Regions from separate parts of the Mus musculus genome. Here regions 1 and 2 are each linked to region 3. A link is a contact called in public HiChIP or PLAC-seq data. All regions are on one chromosome and are shown on one strand. Each heading gives the region's core, a stretch centred on a gene start, on an enhancer-like site or on the middle of the called end of the contact. The rest is flanking DNA. Distances are from core to core; before and after follow the strand shown.

Region 1 (4,650 bases), core at 1,418-3,917, 330 kb after region 3:
GACTCTCTTGCCAGCTTTAGCTAGAACCGCAGCTGAGGCCAGTCCCCCAATGCCGCTGCCGATCACCACTGCATCCAGCTTCTCTGGTACTCGGCTGACTGAGAAAGCTGTAGAAGGGAGGAGAAGGGTGAGCTTCTCAGACGAGGGCAGGAAAGTCAAGTCAAAGAAGCCGGGGTCCTTCTCTAACGTGTACTCGGTAAGAAGTCTCTACGGCTGCTGGGCATGGTGGTGTACTCCTGTGATGGGAGCACTTGAAAGGTGCATTAGGAGGCCAAGATCATCCCACAGGAGGCCAGCCTGGGCTCGTTAGACCCAGTCTCAAAACAAGAGGGAAGGCAGACCTTTCTTTTAAGGTAGTTTATTTACTCTTGACTAAGATGTCTCAAAACATTCTACCAGGGAATACCTCGGACCAGACAGGCAGGTTAAGCAGTGATGAGTCTTAACCCCTACAGTGTACTTGAGGGATTTGATACCTTTCAAAGGAAGTAGGACTGACTCAGCTAGCTACTGTAGAACAAAACCAGAAAGATGGCAACTGCACAGGGCTGTAACGTCAGTTCTGTGAATGCAAGCGAGGAAAGAAAAGGCAATAAGGCTCAGGGTGGGGGCTGGGGACGCTGGTGGTTCAGGGAACTGGGTTTCTTTGGAAGAAGCAAGGTCTCTGAGTGCCAACGGAGGTGGAGCAGGCAGAGCTGCTCAGAGGCTGCTACTCTGAGAGGTCACAGCACCAGCCTCAGAAAAGGAGGAAGGTTGGTGTGCCGGGAACCTCACAGAACCAAACTGGAATGCACGGTCAACACAAGACCTGGGATTTGTTGTTTTCTCCCAGTCTTTTACTTCCTTTCCTCCTTTATTTACTTACTTTCTTTGATTTTATTGATTCGTGTTTTTTAAGACACACGGTTTCACTACACATGTAGCCCTAACTGGGCTGGAACTCCCTATGTAGAGATCCACCTGTCTTTTCCTCCCCAGCGCTGGGATCACAGGAATGTGCCACTATGTCCAGTAAATCTGCTCATTAAACATCATTGCCCAAGGCCAAGTGTTCACAGCTTTAGTCTCAGCACTCAGGAGGCTGAGGTGGGAGGATCTCAGTGAGTTCAAGGCCAGCCTGGTCTATATAGCAATAGCAAGTTCCAGGACATCTAGAACTATAGAGAGAAACACTGTCTCAAACAACTAAAAACTAAAAAAAATAAAATAAAAAAAAAATCTCCATCCAAGCCATGGTGGCTCACATCTGTAATCCCACCATTTGTAATCTCTTGCTGATGGTGGTTGGAGAATCACTGTGAATTTGAGACACACTTGTCCTGTATAGCAAGTTATAAGCTAGCCTGGGCTACAAGTATGAGACCTGCCTCTCCCCCAATCCACAAACAATAACAATAATAAAATAACTGGGTGTGGTGCCTCTTAGGAAGTAGAGGCACAAGGATCAGGAGTTCAAAGTCAGTCCCCAAAAAATAGTGCAGTTAAGGCTAGCCTAGGCTTGGCTAAAATTTACAAGTCAGAGGCTCCTGGAGGTCAAAGAGGTGATCCTTGTTTGTTTTTTGAAAGTTTTGCATTTGGGGGTTTTGGTTGTTTTGGGGTTTGATGTGTGCATTTAGACAGGGTCTCATTGTGTAGTCCAAACTGGAATTAAATTGTTGCACCACTATGCCCAGCTCCAACACTTCCGTAAAACGTTGAAAGGCAGACATGCTGGTGCATGCTTGTAATCTATCTCATCATGCTGGGGACAGAAGAAGAGGGCTGCTCCGGGTTTGAGCCTGGGCTGCGAAGAGAGTTCAAAGCCAACTCCAGTACAAAAGTGAGACCAGTCTCAAAAACACAAACCTTGGGAGCACTCTACACGTGCTTTAGAGATGGTTCACTGGAGAGTGGAGTTCTTATCCCTAGCCAGTACTGAAATTCCGAAGTTATTATCAAGCTTCAGTTCTATGAACTGGACTACATTTTGCCTGCAACCCGCTTGTTAGGAAAACTTTCAGTGCTGCTTCCCTGTGCCCCCGAGCATGCACAGAAGTATAGGGAAAAGTTGGCTCCAGACCCAAGTAGGGGAAAGGTCTCTTATTCTGTGTAAGCCGTGAGCTGAAAAGATTCCAACTGGCGGGGCTGGAATTTGGCGTGCCAAGGGTAATGCCTGCACCCTTTCAGAAGCAAAGAACACTAAATTATGGAACCTCTGTGTGCAAGAGAAGTTTTCCCAGCACTTTACTAATGGGGAGACATGAGCAGAAGGCCCGAGAGCAGGCCTGAAACCCATCAGTTGACCTTGTTTGAGAACTTTCTTCCTAGCCTCCTTGTCGGTCACCAGGGGTTCAGGCGGTCGCTTGACATCCTCGGCGAAGGGGTTCGGGGAACTTGCAGCGTAAAGGCCCACGTAGACCCTGTGGAGGATCACCAGCAGCAGCACGGCCAGCAGCAGAGCAGTGATCCACATGTTGCTGCCAGGGCTCGGAAGACCGCGTCCTTTCCCCGCTGAGCTCGGCTTTTATAGCTGAGGCCCCGCCCCTCTAGTTCGTCCTTGGAGTAATACCAGACTTGGAGGAGCCGAAGCATTTTGACTCACGCCTGCTCAAAACTGATGAAGATTGTCCATTATGGACCTCCGTATGATCTTTGCAGAGCAGGAGTTCAATTGCCTAATGGGAAATGTAGTTCTAGCGCGAGACAGGCGACACTGCACGGCTGCGCGAAAAGGGGGATGTGGGATCCCCCCCTTACCGGAACGCTGGGGACGCGTCCGGTGAGCAAGGGGTCTGGTGAGGGAGGTGAGGGTGAGGAGGACGATGTCTGGTGGAAATGGTCACCGCGGGACCACAACAAGGATGAAAGTTGCAGGTCTGAGAGAGATCCTGTCTGGGAGGCAGAGAAGACCTGGGTTCTGGTGCCTTTTCCGTGTTGGATTCGCTGGAACCTCGGAGGCAGTTCATTGCTTTCCTCCCCTCTCCTCTTCCAAGCAGTGACAAAGTTTCTGTGCCCACACAGCCTCTGTCTGGGTATCTGAGTTGAGACCTTGTTGAGACCTGCACAGGAGCTCTCCTAAACCTGTGTCAGCCCAGGACTGGCAGCCTCACACCGACGTTATCCCTAGGTGGATTCCCCTAATCGTAACTACTCTATCAGGCTCTCAAAGTGCAAGCCACCTAGGACAAGCCTCAAGAAAGACTAAGTCAAGGATCATCCTGTGTGTTTATTTGCATTTAAGGACGCACCAGCTTCTAAATCAGCTTTTCAGAGAGTTTAAGCTCCAGCAGACAGTCTAGATATCCTACCATCTTAATGTTGCCCTTTGAGGAAAGTAGGTCTGAAATACGTACTTGACTTAAGAGGGATTTGTTTGTATAGGAGGCCCATTTCCTCAGGTACCCACTATCAGGAGGAATGACTTCGTAACTTTGAGTGTTTTGTCCTTGTTTTAGGCCCCAGCGGTGCTCCAGTCCGGTATGTAAAGCAGGTCATGCTTCTATGCTACTTGGTTCGTTTTCCCCACAGTAACAGGAGAGCCTTCCCGAGACTTTGTCAGTCCTACCTGTGACCCTGCCAGGTTATCTGATGTGTGTGTATCTTATGCTGTCATTTAGGCCGAGATGGAAGGAAAGGAAAAGAGAGGTAGATGCTGAGGTTCTGGGGAGGGGGGGGGGGAGCTAGTTCCTGGGGTGTTTCAGGGAGGACGTTACCACCATCCTCTCTAGATCACAGGCAGCCAGGCGTCGAGCCCAAAAGCTGTTTGTTACTGGCAGTCAGTCCTTGGGGAATGTAAATCATAGTCCCCTAGTGGAGGACTGGCTCCGTGGAGGGCCTCCCCACTGACTTAGTCCTCTGAGTCTGTGAAGTATGACTGTCAGTTGTGTGAGAACCATCCACTCTCATTTTCCCCCTCGATATCAGGGGTTGAGCCTCCTTTGCTGCCACTAGGTTACAGTCCCAGCCTTTCCACACTGACTCTCTGGTGTGTGGGTGTGAGCATGCATGCCCATATAGGAACAGAAAGATCAGGGGGACTGTAAATTGCCTGTTCTGTCACTCTGTGCCTTCTACCTTTGAAGTTGGTAGAATTGCTTCTCTGACTGAATGTGGAACTAGGCCCAGCAACCAGCAATCCTTTTAATTCCATCGACCAGAGTGCTAGGGAGCCAAACTCAGGTTTTTACCCTGAAGCAAGCCCTCCTGCCCACTGAGTCATCTTCCCAGCCCCTTGTGTGTGTGTGTGTTTTTTTTTTTTTTTTTTTTTGGTTTTTATCTGGGTGAGCAGAGCGGTGTGTGCCATGGTGCGTGTGTGGAGGTCAGAAGACAATTGCTTCTTTATTTCTACCAGTCTTCTAGGTCCCTCTAGGGACTGAACTTAGGTCATCAAGTTTGCTGGCAAGCACCTCGACCCACTGAGCCATTTCACCTGCCCTTGCTTTGTTTTCTGTTGAGACAGAGTCTTGCTAGGTAGTCTTAACTGACCTGGAACTCTATGTAGATCAGGCTGCCCTCAAATACACAGTGATTCTCCTGCCTCTGCTTCCAGATTTCTAGGAATCTGGGCATACATTCATGCGGGCATACACCACCATGTTGAGGATGATCTCTGGTTTTTATTTTTTTTTTTTCAGTTGTGGGGACTGAACCCAGATGTCACTTGTGGTAAGC
Region 2 (4,835 bases), core at 355-2,854, 340 kb before region 3:
TACTTACGTAGTAAATTAGGATTAACTACTTTAACTAGTTGGTTCCCAAAGGTATTAAATTCCTGCCTACATAGGCAGGCACAGACCCATCTGTTCTCAGCCCATATAACACTCAAGTGGAGTAAAGAAGGCAGGCCAAGTAACAACTTGTGCCTGGGGGAGGAGGAAAAGCCAAGACACATGCAGATGAAGCTCACCGTGTCCATAGTTATAATATGGGCAGAGCCACACGGGACAGATATCGTGTTGACTTTTAGGGGATTGCAACAGTTATCAAAGATTCTGTAAAGCAGACTGCAAGCTCATCACTCTGGAGACCAACAAGGAGTCCCACTGACGGAGGCTAATATGAGCCCAACAAGAGATGCTAAAGGGCTTTGCTTTGGACATTTTAGAATCCTTTCAGACTGCAGTCAAGGATTTCCTTTTCTCCCTAGGTCTGACAGTTGGAGTCTTTTAAATAGGCCCTCTGAAGGGGTACCCCAATACTGCTGCACCTGACACCCAAAATTCAGCTGCAAGCACAGATCATCTTAATCCCATAATGGAGGTTAGGATTACTTCTCCAGAGGAACAAGTATGATAAGAACATGAGGTAAAATGGTCAAGTTTGGGCTAAAAAGATCCCAAGGAAAAGTATGCTGTTTCTTTATTGGCCAAAAGCCAGAGATGTCCTCTTGGTAGCTTCATGCCTGCTAGAGGCCAAAGATAGCACAAGTGCTTTGGGAGCTCGGAGCTCTGATCGGTCCTACACGATTCTCAATGCCTCTGTAGAAAAGCAGGATGTTAAAGCAGCAATAAGGGCTGAGGGAAAACCACTCCAGCTAAAGAGAATGGACGTGTCTGGCCTGGAGGCAGACCTAACAGTCAATGGGGCCAGGGAAATCTCCAGGCCAACAAACCACCCCTAGGAATGTGGGCTCACTTTAAGCCATGCTAATGGAAAACCTACCTCAGGATTAGCTTCTTAGCTGGCATCTTAATGAGTTTTAAGAAAACAGAGTTTTAAAGAAAAACAGAGTAAGAAAGAAAGAAAGAAAGAAAGAAAGAAAGAAAGAAAGAAAGAAAGAAAGAAAGAAAGAAAGATAGAAAGAGAGAGAGAGAGAGAAAGAGGAGAGAGGGAGGGAGGGAGGGAGGGAGGGAGGGAGGAAGGAAGGAAGGAAGGAAGGAAGGAAGGAAGGAAGGAAGGAAGGAAGGAAGGAAGGAACCAAGCAAGCAAGCAAGCAAGCTGGGCAGTGGTGGTGCATGCCTTTAATCTCAGTGGGAAGCAGATCTGAGCTCAAGGCCAGGCTTGTCAACAGTAAGTTCCAAGACAGTCAGGGCTACAAGGAGGTACTCTGTCTTGGGAAAAACAAAAACAAAACAAAACAAAAAACAAACAAACAAGCAAACAAAAAGAAAAAAGAAAACAAAGGATTGATAAGAAATGCCAAATATGTATCGTTTCAATCTAATCTTATGAAATTTGTGTTTTAGGGCAAGGAATTAAAATTCACCCAGTAAAAGCTTTGTTCATACAAAGGCCCAGAGCTCTATTCTAGGAATTGGATGCCCTGGAGCAGTGAGTGACCTTTTCTCCCTGGGAGCAGTGACCCTTCCCTCCTCTTCCAACTCCCCCAGCCAATTCTTTTCAGAGGAGCCAACTGAGTAGACTATGAGGCCAGGCCAGGCAGCACCTGAGTTAGACTAAAAGCCAAACTCACTTCCTGCCTCTGTGTGTTGGTCCAAGTGCACCCTCGGATCAAGGGTAAAGACTGAGAAGGCGCTCTTTGACCTCACCCATCAGGGGCATCACAACAAAAGCTGTTTCATCCCCCAAAGAGCAAGCACAAGTCTGCTGGAGAGGAGAAGCCTGGAGGAGGAAGGGTAACTGGGACTCTGCTGACGGAATACAAAGTAGCACGGACATCTCCTAGCACTCCCTGGCAACTTCCTTAAAAGGCAAGCATACTAAATGTGTGTTCTAGCAAATGTTGCCCTTCAGAAATCAAAGTGTATCCATAGCAAGGCCTGTATTTTAGTCTTGTTCCTAATGCTCAAACCTGCAAACAGCCCAGATGACCACTAAGAAAATGGATAAACAGTGGTAAAGCCACAGAGCAGGCAGGAGGCTGTGAGCAGGAAGCTGGTATTCACCACGAACACAAAATACACAGCAGAACCCAGAGTCTGAGCAGAAAAGGAACCACTACCCACGATCATCACTGGTTCCACAGAACTACAAGTGATTCTCAAAGAGGCCCATCATATTTGAGATATATTTCTGACTCACTGTAAGAAAAAATAACTTATTACAGAGACACATTGACTTACAGTCACCGTCACTGTGAGCCGAGTTAGGAAAGTGGAATTTCTATGTTTTAATCTATCAGAAAGTAACAGAGTCACTCACCTATTCTTCCCTTCTTGTGAATGTGGCCAGGCATGATGCCGATTTTGCATTCTCCAGGCTGGAGGAAAGTAAACTGCAGTTTCAGAAAAGTTCCAAAGAAAATTCTAACCCCTAAGTCACATGTGCACACCCACACCCGAGCACACACAAACACCCGAGCACGCACATGCACACGCGCGCGCACACACACACACACACACACACACACACACACGTACTTTAATTCAAAGCCATAGCCTTCTGACTTCCCTCCTACCCTACACTCACGTTGATGACGCCGGGGCAGTTTGGCCCGATTAGCCTCGTCGTTCCCTGGCGTGTCAGTCTGTGCTTGACCCGCACCATATCCTGCTGCGGAATACCTTCCGTAATGCACACAACCAAGGGAATCTCCGCGTCGATTGCTTCATTAATGGCAGCAGCAGCAAAAGGAGGAGGGACATAGATGACAGAAGCCGTTGCTCCTGTTTTCTCTTTGGCCTGAAACATTAATCACAACCGATTGAATCATAAATAAAATATATTCAGCAGCATAATTTGATTAATGTTTAGGAAGGGGTCACAGGCAGGCTATCCTCATTCCCCCATTCTGTAGTCCGTGACGTAGTCAAAAAAAAGAGCAGAATCCAAGCAAAGCCTCTCTGAATGCCATTGTGAATTTAAAGGTTCCGTACATCTTACCCTACAAAAGGACAGTAAATCTGAGAGCTCTTCCCAATTGCACCCACGCTCCCTCCTCCCTGGAGGATTGCACCTGTGCTCCCTCCTCTCTGGAGCTATGCACAGCTTCACTTTTCCTCCCCAGACTCACAAGACCTGGTGCCACCTATCCAGCTTCAAACTCTGTTTCTCCTTAGAAGAACCAGGGCCAGGGACCCCAGGTCTTCAGAATCTAGCCTTCAAACATCTATTTTAAATCCATGGTAAATATGACCAATGAACAGTAGTGTTCCCTTTTATATAGATTTATTTTTACGGTGTGTGTGTGTGTGTGTGTGTGTGTGTGTGTGTGCACACGCACCTGTGAGAGCTTACATTCATACAGGTGCTCTCTCTCAGAGGTCAGAAGATGTTGGATTTCTGGAACTTGAGTTACAGGCACTTGTCAGGAGTCCAATGTGGGTGCTGGAAAATGCCCAACTTAGATCTTCTAGATGACCAGCAAGTGCTCTCAACCTCACTGCTGGGCCATTTCCCCAGTGCCTAAGTGGAGTGTTCTCTTTTTTTTTTTTTTTTAAGATTTTATTCATTATTTTATTTATTATTATATGTAAGTACACTGTAGCTGTCTTCAGACACACCAAAGGAGGGCATCAGATCTCATTATGGATGGCTATGAGCCATCATGTGGTTGCTGGGATTTGAACTCAGGACCTTCAGAAGAGCAGTCAGTGCTCTTAACAGCTGAGCCATCTCTCCAGCCCCAAGTGGAGTGTTCTTACTTGACATTTCTTACTTAATACATACTTACTAGAATATAGCAAGTCAAACCAAGTGCATATACATACATGGCCACAGAGTAAGAATGTGAGTTAACAAAACAAACATTAGGTTTTAATGTTGTCACCCACCACGATGCAAAGCCTTTATACAAAGCCTTACGGAATGTAAATCTGACTACTAGTCTCCATTTGATAGTAACTGATCCACAGGTGGCCTTGCACATCCATCTTCTGCTTCCTTTGGGGTTTGGTTTTTTTTTTTGTTTTGTTTTGTTTTTTTTGCTGTTGTAGTTTTTCTAAGACTTGGTCTTTCTATGTCGCCCGGGATTGTTCTGTAACTTAGTATGTAGACCATGCTGTTCTGAACTCAAGAGATCCATCTATATGAGACTGCCAAAAAAAAAATTTTAAAGGAAAAAAAAAGATGCTGTGATCAAGAAACAGTAAATAAATACCACAGGTGTGGTAGTGCATGCCTTTAATGTCAGCAGACCAGAGGCAGGCAGATCTCTGAGTAAAGGCCAGACAAGGCTACCTAGAGACCCTGTCTCAAAACAAACCACCAAACAAAATATAGTAAGTTACCACACTAAATCACATGGCTAGGAAATAGCAGAGCCAATATTTAACCCTGAGTATATCTGACTCCACGGTGTCTGCTCAGTGCAGCAAAGCAGAGGATTCTCCATAACCAAAACGCGTTCGGAGGTTGTACCAAGGGATGCTACACAAAGTCTAACTACAGTGACAGACTGCATGGGCACACGCAGAGGAAAGACCACAGACAGTCTCTTCAGGGGTCACCCCGGGATGAGTCCGTGCTCCCAGACACCGAGCTTCTGACCACTATGTCCCCATAAACAGCATCACCTCAACAGTGTCCAAAGAGCAGGCACTGACAGCGCCTATAGATGACACGAAGGATTAGAAGTCATTTATGTTTTAACTCTCTCAGGAGAGAATGACAGGCCTGTTGTGGTGGCCTGTGCCTATAATCCCAG
Region 3 (5,116 bases), core at 1,272-3,771:
AGATGTGGCCTTGTTGGAGGAAACAAAGCCCACATCACAGTCATAAAAACAGAGATTCACAGAAACAGACGCTGGAACGCATGGAAGGCCTCCCGGTCTGGTCTCCCAAGAAAGTCCTTTTCCCAAGATCTAGCATGTAGACAAAAGCCATTTCCTTGGGGACTTGAAGAAAGTTCCTGCTTGCTAAAAAGGAGTCATTCTCCTTATCTCTGGCATGAGGAACTTATGGCCCTTTATTAACCCATGACTGTGTTAATAAACTGTCTATTAACTTGTCAAGGTCAGTACACCTCTAAGCTCCCACAGTCCCCGCTCACGAGCCCCACATCAGCTCACAAGCCCCCTTTCTTCCATCCCCATTTAACCCTGAAAAATCTTTCCTGTCCCTTCTCTTTGCTTTCCCAGGAGACAGTCTTGGCAGTTTGGAATAAACTTTTCCCTTTTCAACCACGGACTGGCTATTTTGGTTTCTTTACTGTGCCCATTTTCATTTACTCCCCAAACCAGCTTGGGATGGGGATGGGCTGCGATAGCAGAGGCTATTTTCTTGGTGGTGCACACCCCTAAATTTTAAAAGTCGAGGATAAAAGCCGGGCACAGAACATTGGAGGAGAAGGCTGGAAAATCAGAGAATCTCAAGATCAGCGCTGGAGATTTGGATCAGCATTTACGAGCATAGAGCAAGTTTGAGGCCAGCCTGGTCCACATGAGACCCTGTCTCAAAACAACAGCTAAAAACCTCAAAGACGAAGGCCAACAGGCCGCCCCTTGGGTTAAGGTGCCTGCAGCTCAGCCTGATGATAGGAGCCAGTTCCCAGAAACCACCTGGTGGAAGGTAAGAACCAAAGGACTGACTTCTTCAAATTGTCTTCTGACCATCACACGTTTACACACACACACACAAGCTAGGCCTAATGTAGTGGTACCTGCTTTTAATTCCAGCACTCAGGGAGGCAGAGGCAAATAGATTTTTTGTGAGTTCAGCCTGGTCTATATAGGAATTCCAGTCCAGCCAAGGCTACATAGTAAAACCCTGTCTCAAAATAAATAAATAAAATAAAAGTAAACTTTAAAATGTAGTTAAAAGATTTTTTAGAAGATTTAATTTTCTTTTTTAATTGACCAGGCAGTGGTGGTACACTTTTTTAATCTCAGCACTCGGGGACAGAGACTGACAGATCTCTTTGAGTTCAAGGCCAACCTGTGTGAGACCACAACAGGAAAAATAGACCTTACAGGTTGAGTTCTGTTTGCAATTAAGAATATATTCCTGTTTGTCCTACGTGTGTTTGAGCCATTTGCACCAGATGGACTTGATCCCATGTGGGCAAGAATTACATCAGAATGTACACTTGCCCCTGATGGATAGAAGGTCAATTGTGGGGTTTGCCTTTTTAAGCATCTGAAAACTGTGACTTGGGAGCATTTTCCTTAAAACTCAGGTGTGGGCCTGGCTAGAGTCCAGTAACCTGGCCAGTATTTAATTAAAGATTGTTTCAAATTTGGCTTGAAAGTGTGGTAGTGATCTTATTTTTGACAAATAGGATTATTGCCTGGTCTACAGAACAAGTTCCAGGATAGCCAAGGCTACACAGAAATCCTGTCTCAAAAGCAACAACAGCAAAAAGATGTGCATGTATCTACCGAGGCCAGCGGGGTCATCAGATCCTCCTGGAGCTGGAGTTACAGGCAATAGTAAGAAATCCGACATGGACTCTGAGCATCAAACTCATCCTCTGTAAGAACAGTGTGGGCTCTACTACACCATCTCTCCAGCCAAAGACCAAAGGAGAAGTATTAACAATGAAAACAGGAAGGTTTTCATTCCTAAAGCCTACATTTAAAAAAAAAAAAAATCATTAAGCCAGGATTAGTAGCATACCAGTTCCCAAGAGGCACTGGCAAAAGAGAAGCGAATTCCTGTGAGGCCTAGGTTATCCTGGCCTCCATAGGGAGTTCCCAACCATGTCAGCCTTGGCTACAGAGTGACACTTTAGCTTTAGAAAAGGAAAAAAGAAAACAGAAAAAAAGCCAAAGCTACTATAGCATCATAATGACATACTGCCAGTATACATCCCTAGGGTTTGTTGAGTGTCAGGTTGGGTGTGGGAAGACTTCAAGAGATCGAATGGCCATAGTAGACAGCAAGAGAGGATTACACTAGCATGGGAGGTTCCTTGGGGCCTGGGCCAGTATGGAGCCTGAGGTGTGCCTTGTCTATGCACTGTGGTCAGCACTCAGGCCCTCTCGACTTCTCACCTGGACCCCGGATCATTAGCAGGTGGGGGCAAGCTGCCTTGCCCCCACCTGCTGTCCAGATATGACTTCCTGTTTGGCAAGTTCTGAGGGTTCCTCTCCCTGCTCCTCAAACTCCCCTTTGTTCATAAACTTGGCATTCGACATCCCTAGCCCTTATCCCTCCCTTCAGCCAGCTGGAATTTCCTGTCCCACTGTCCTCCCAGCAGGAGATTCCATTCCCGGCTCTGAGTCACTTTGGGGTGACTCAAGTGTGACTCACTCCACCGAGGTCCCTCCCACTTCAACTTACCTCGGCTGGGTGTGGCTCCTGCCCATTCACTGGCAGGGATCTTCTTTCAGCCACAGCTGATGTGAGACTCCTCCCACATCCCAGGAACCTGGCATGAGAAAGGGACCCTCAACAAAGGAGCAATCTGGCCAGTGCCGAGGCTGCTAGATGACAGAAGCTCAAGCATTCCAAAGCCTGAACAAGAAGTCGCTGAGCTGGTTTCTCTGTCCCCACCCTCCTCAGACCCTGCCTCTAGCTACAATCAAGGCTCATCTGGCTTTTCAGAAACCCACCTTTCTGCCCCAAGGATCACTCCAAATACCCATTTCCAGCTGGGAGCAACTATGGATCACAGACTGAGCTAACAGTAGTTATGATCAGGAAAGTATTCAGTTTTAAGTAGGATACAAACTTATGTACTGAGCAGACAAAAACAAACACACAAAAATCTCACAGGAAATAGGAGATACTTTATTCTGGAGTCAAATCTGAGTGATCATGACCCAGGAACAAAAATTTAAGTCACCACAAATTCCATGTTCCAATGTGGTAACAGTCTGATGAAGTGTCGTTGTTGTAGTTTTGGTTTTCTGAGACAGGGTTTTTCTGTGTAGCCCTGGCTGCCCTGGAATGATGCTTGCTGGTTCATTTGCTGGCTTACTCCTCTCTGTCAAGGCTCTAACTTAACCAGCCTCTTAGACAACCCAGAAACGCCTACTTGGGGAATGGTTCTGCCAACAGTGGGTTGGCCCTCCCACATCCATCATTAATCAAGACAGTTTCCCACAGACATGCCCATAGGCCAATCTGATCTAAGCAACTCACATAAATCGGCTTGTGCACACCTGTAATCACAGCTCTTGGAAAGTAGAGGCAAGAAAATCAGGAGGTCAAGGTTAGCAATGATATCTCAGGGGGCTTAGAGACAGCGTGGAGTACACAAGACCTTGTCTTTAAAAAAAAAAAAAGGATGGGGAAGTGGGGTGGCGAGATGCTCTGTGGTGGTTTGAATGTACTTGACTCAGAGAGTGGCATTCTTAGGAGTTGTGGCCTTGTTGGAGTAGGTGTGGCCTTGTTGAAAGAAGTGTGTCACTATAAGTATGGGCTTTTATGAGACTTTCCTTTGTCAATGCAATTAATCTGATTCCTTAGGAAGACTCTTCAGACAACAAAAAGTAGCCATATTCTTCACCAAAAACAGTCTTAGGCCATATACTAACATTCTTCTCCTCTGAAACTTTTGAAGCAAGACCCCCACAGTTCAAGCCACACTCAGCATCAGTGATGCCATATTCTTACTAGGATGGCCCATTAAACCCCACTTAAAGCATTCCACTGCTTTCCAAATCCAAAGTCCCAAAATCCACATTCTTCCAAACAAAAACACGGCCAGGCCTATCACAGCAATACCCCAGTTCCTGGTACCAACTTCTATCTAGGGTTTCATTGCAATGAAGAGACACTATGGCCAAGGCAACTCTTGTAAAGGACAAACATTTAATGGGGGCTGGCTTACAGGTTCAGAGGTTCAGTCCATTATCATCAAGGCAGGAGCATGGCTGCATCCAGGCAGGCATGGCACGGGAGAAGGAGCTGAAAGTTGTGCATCTTGTTCTGAAGGGAACTGGGAGAAGACTGTCTTCCAAGCAGCTAGAAAGAGAGCCTCAAAATCCAACCCCACGGTGACACACTTCCTCCAAAAAGGCCACACCTTGTGATAGTGCCACTCCCAGGGCCAAGCATATTCAAACCACCACAGGTTCAGTGGTTAAAGATAAGCAAAAGACTAGAGAGATGTCTTAGCAACTGAGAGCAGTGGCTGCTCTTCCAGAGGACCTGAGTTCAACTTCCAACACCCACACAGCAGCTCACCACTGTCTGTAACTCCAGTTCCAGCAGATCTGATACCCTCATACAGGCATACATACAGAGAGCATACATAAAAAGAGCATACATAAACTGTCCTTGCAGAGAGTTCACAATACCCATATCAAATGACTCACAGTTACTTTAATGGGCACCTGTACACATGTGGCAGACCTCACACATGCATAATTTAAAAAAAACAATACATTTTTAGAAGAAAGAAGAAAAAGTACCCACAATGGCCCTGCTGCTGCCTCTTGCTGTCGTCACCACTCCCCTGTGTATTGGATCCCCAAGCCAGCTCTCTTAGGCCCTGCTCCATCAGAACACAGGTAACCAGGCCTGGACAACAGTATGGTCATGGTTCTTGAAAAGAAGACTGTGACACTATGCTCTGCCAATGATTTGTTTCTTGTTAATATTACTTTACTTTTTCATTTTAAGGTAGTCTCTCTACGTAGGTCAGGCCCACCTAGAACTTGAAGTCCTCCCGCTTCAGCTGCTCGAGTGTTGGAATTACTTGTATGCACCATGGTGTCTAACCTAATAGTCTAATTCATATATATTCATATTCATTCAATATGGTAATTCAACATACACATATTGTATATAATGATCAAACCAACATAGGTAGCATTTTCAGCTCTGTCAACAGCTTCTTGGGGCTTGGGGAGAGAGTTGAGGGGGTCAAGTGCTTGTTCTGCAGCTGTGTGGACCTGAGTT

Evidence for each region. HiChIP or PLAC-seq counts read pairs in DNA pulled down with a chosen protein or histone mark.
Region 1: a contact with region 3 is called in an H3K4me3 HiChIP or PLAC-seq map of bone marrow-derived macrophages, with 3 times the contacts expected there. The contact joins the promoter of Elmod3 here to the enhancer-like site in region 3. A contact is called at or near these places in 1 of 39 promoter capture datasets (cranial neural crest), 4 of 115 datasets of contacts at active chromatin or transcription factors (bone marrow-derived macrophages, embryonic limb bud, embryonic stem cells and 1 more) and 1 of 9 other capture datasets (adipose tissue).
Region 2: a contact with region 3 is called in an H3K27ac HiChIP or PLAC-seq map of embryonic stem cells, with 6 read pairs. The contact joins two enhancer-like sites. A contact is called at or near these places in 4 of 39 promoter capture datasets (the SN4741 cell line, hippocampal neurons, liver and 1 more), 1 of 484 Hi-C or Micro-C datasets (bone marrow-derived macrophages), 4 of 115 datasets of contacts at active chromatin or transcription factors (bone marrow-derived macrophages, embryonic basal ganglia, embryonic stem cells and 1 more) and 1 of 9 other capture datasets (pancreatic islet).

What each region holds. Positions count from the first base shown.
Region 1 is chr6:72,596,430-72,601,079 of GRCm38.p6, reverse strand. Elmod3 (ELMO/CED-12 domain containing 3) reads left to right here and starts at 2,667. Exons shown (of 12, transcript NM_001253692.1): 1 at 2,667-2,758. It overlaps Retsat (retinol saturase (all trans retinol 13,14 reductase)), which reads right to left and starts at 2,478. Exons shown (of 11, transcript NM_026159.5): 1 at 2,284-2,478; 2 at 1-107. The coding sequence starts at 2,452.
Region 2 is chr6:73,261,845-73,266,679 of GRCm38.p6, reverse strand. Suclg1 (succinate-CoA ligase, GDP-forming, alpha subunit) reads right to left here. Exons shown (of 9, transcript NM_019879.3): 4 at 2,660-2,872; 5 at 2,393-2,450. Among named protein-coding and RNA genes, the nearest start is that of Gm38834, 15 kb to the right of the region's middle. Within about 2 kb of position 1,604, at least 28 of the 459 cell types and tissues checked have an H3K27ac peak or open chromatin away from gene starts, as enhancers often do. A contact at or near this core is called in embryonic stem cells, where this site is marked.
Region 3 is chr6:72,924,391-72,929,506 of GRCm38.p6, reverse strand. No RefSeq gene overlaps it. Among named protein-coding and RNA genes, the nearest start is that of Kcmf1, 27 kb to the right of the region's middle. Within about 2 kb of position 2,521, at least 175 of the 459 cell types and tissues checked have an H3K27ac peak or open chromatin away from gene starts, as enhancers often do. A contact at or near this core is called in adipose tissue, bone marrow-derived macrophages, embryonic stem cells and 1 more, where this site is marked.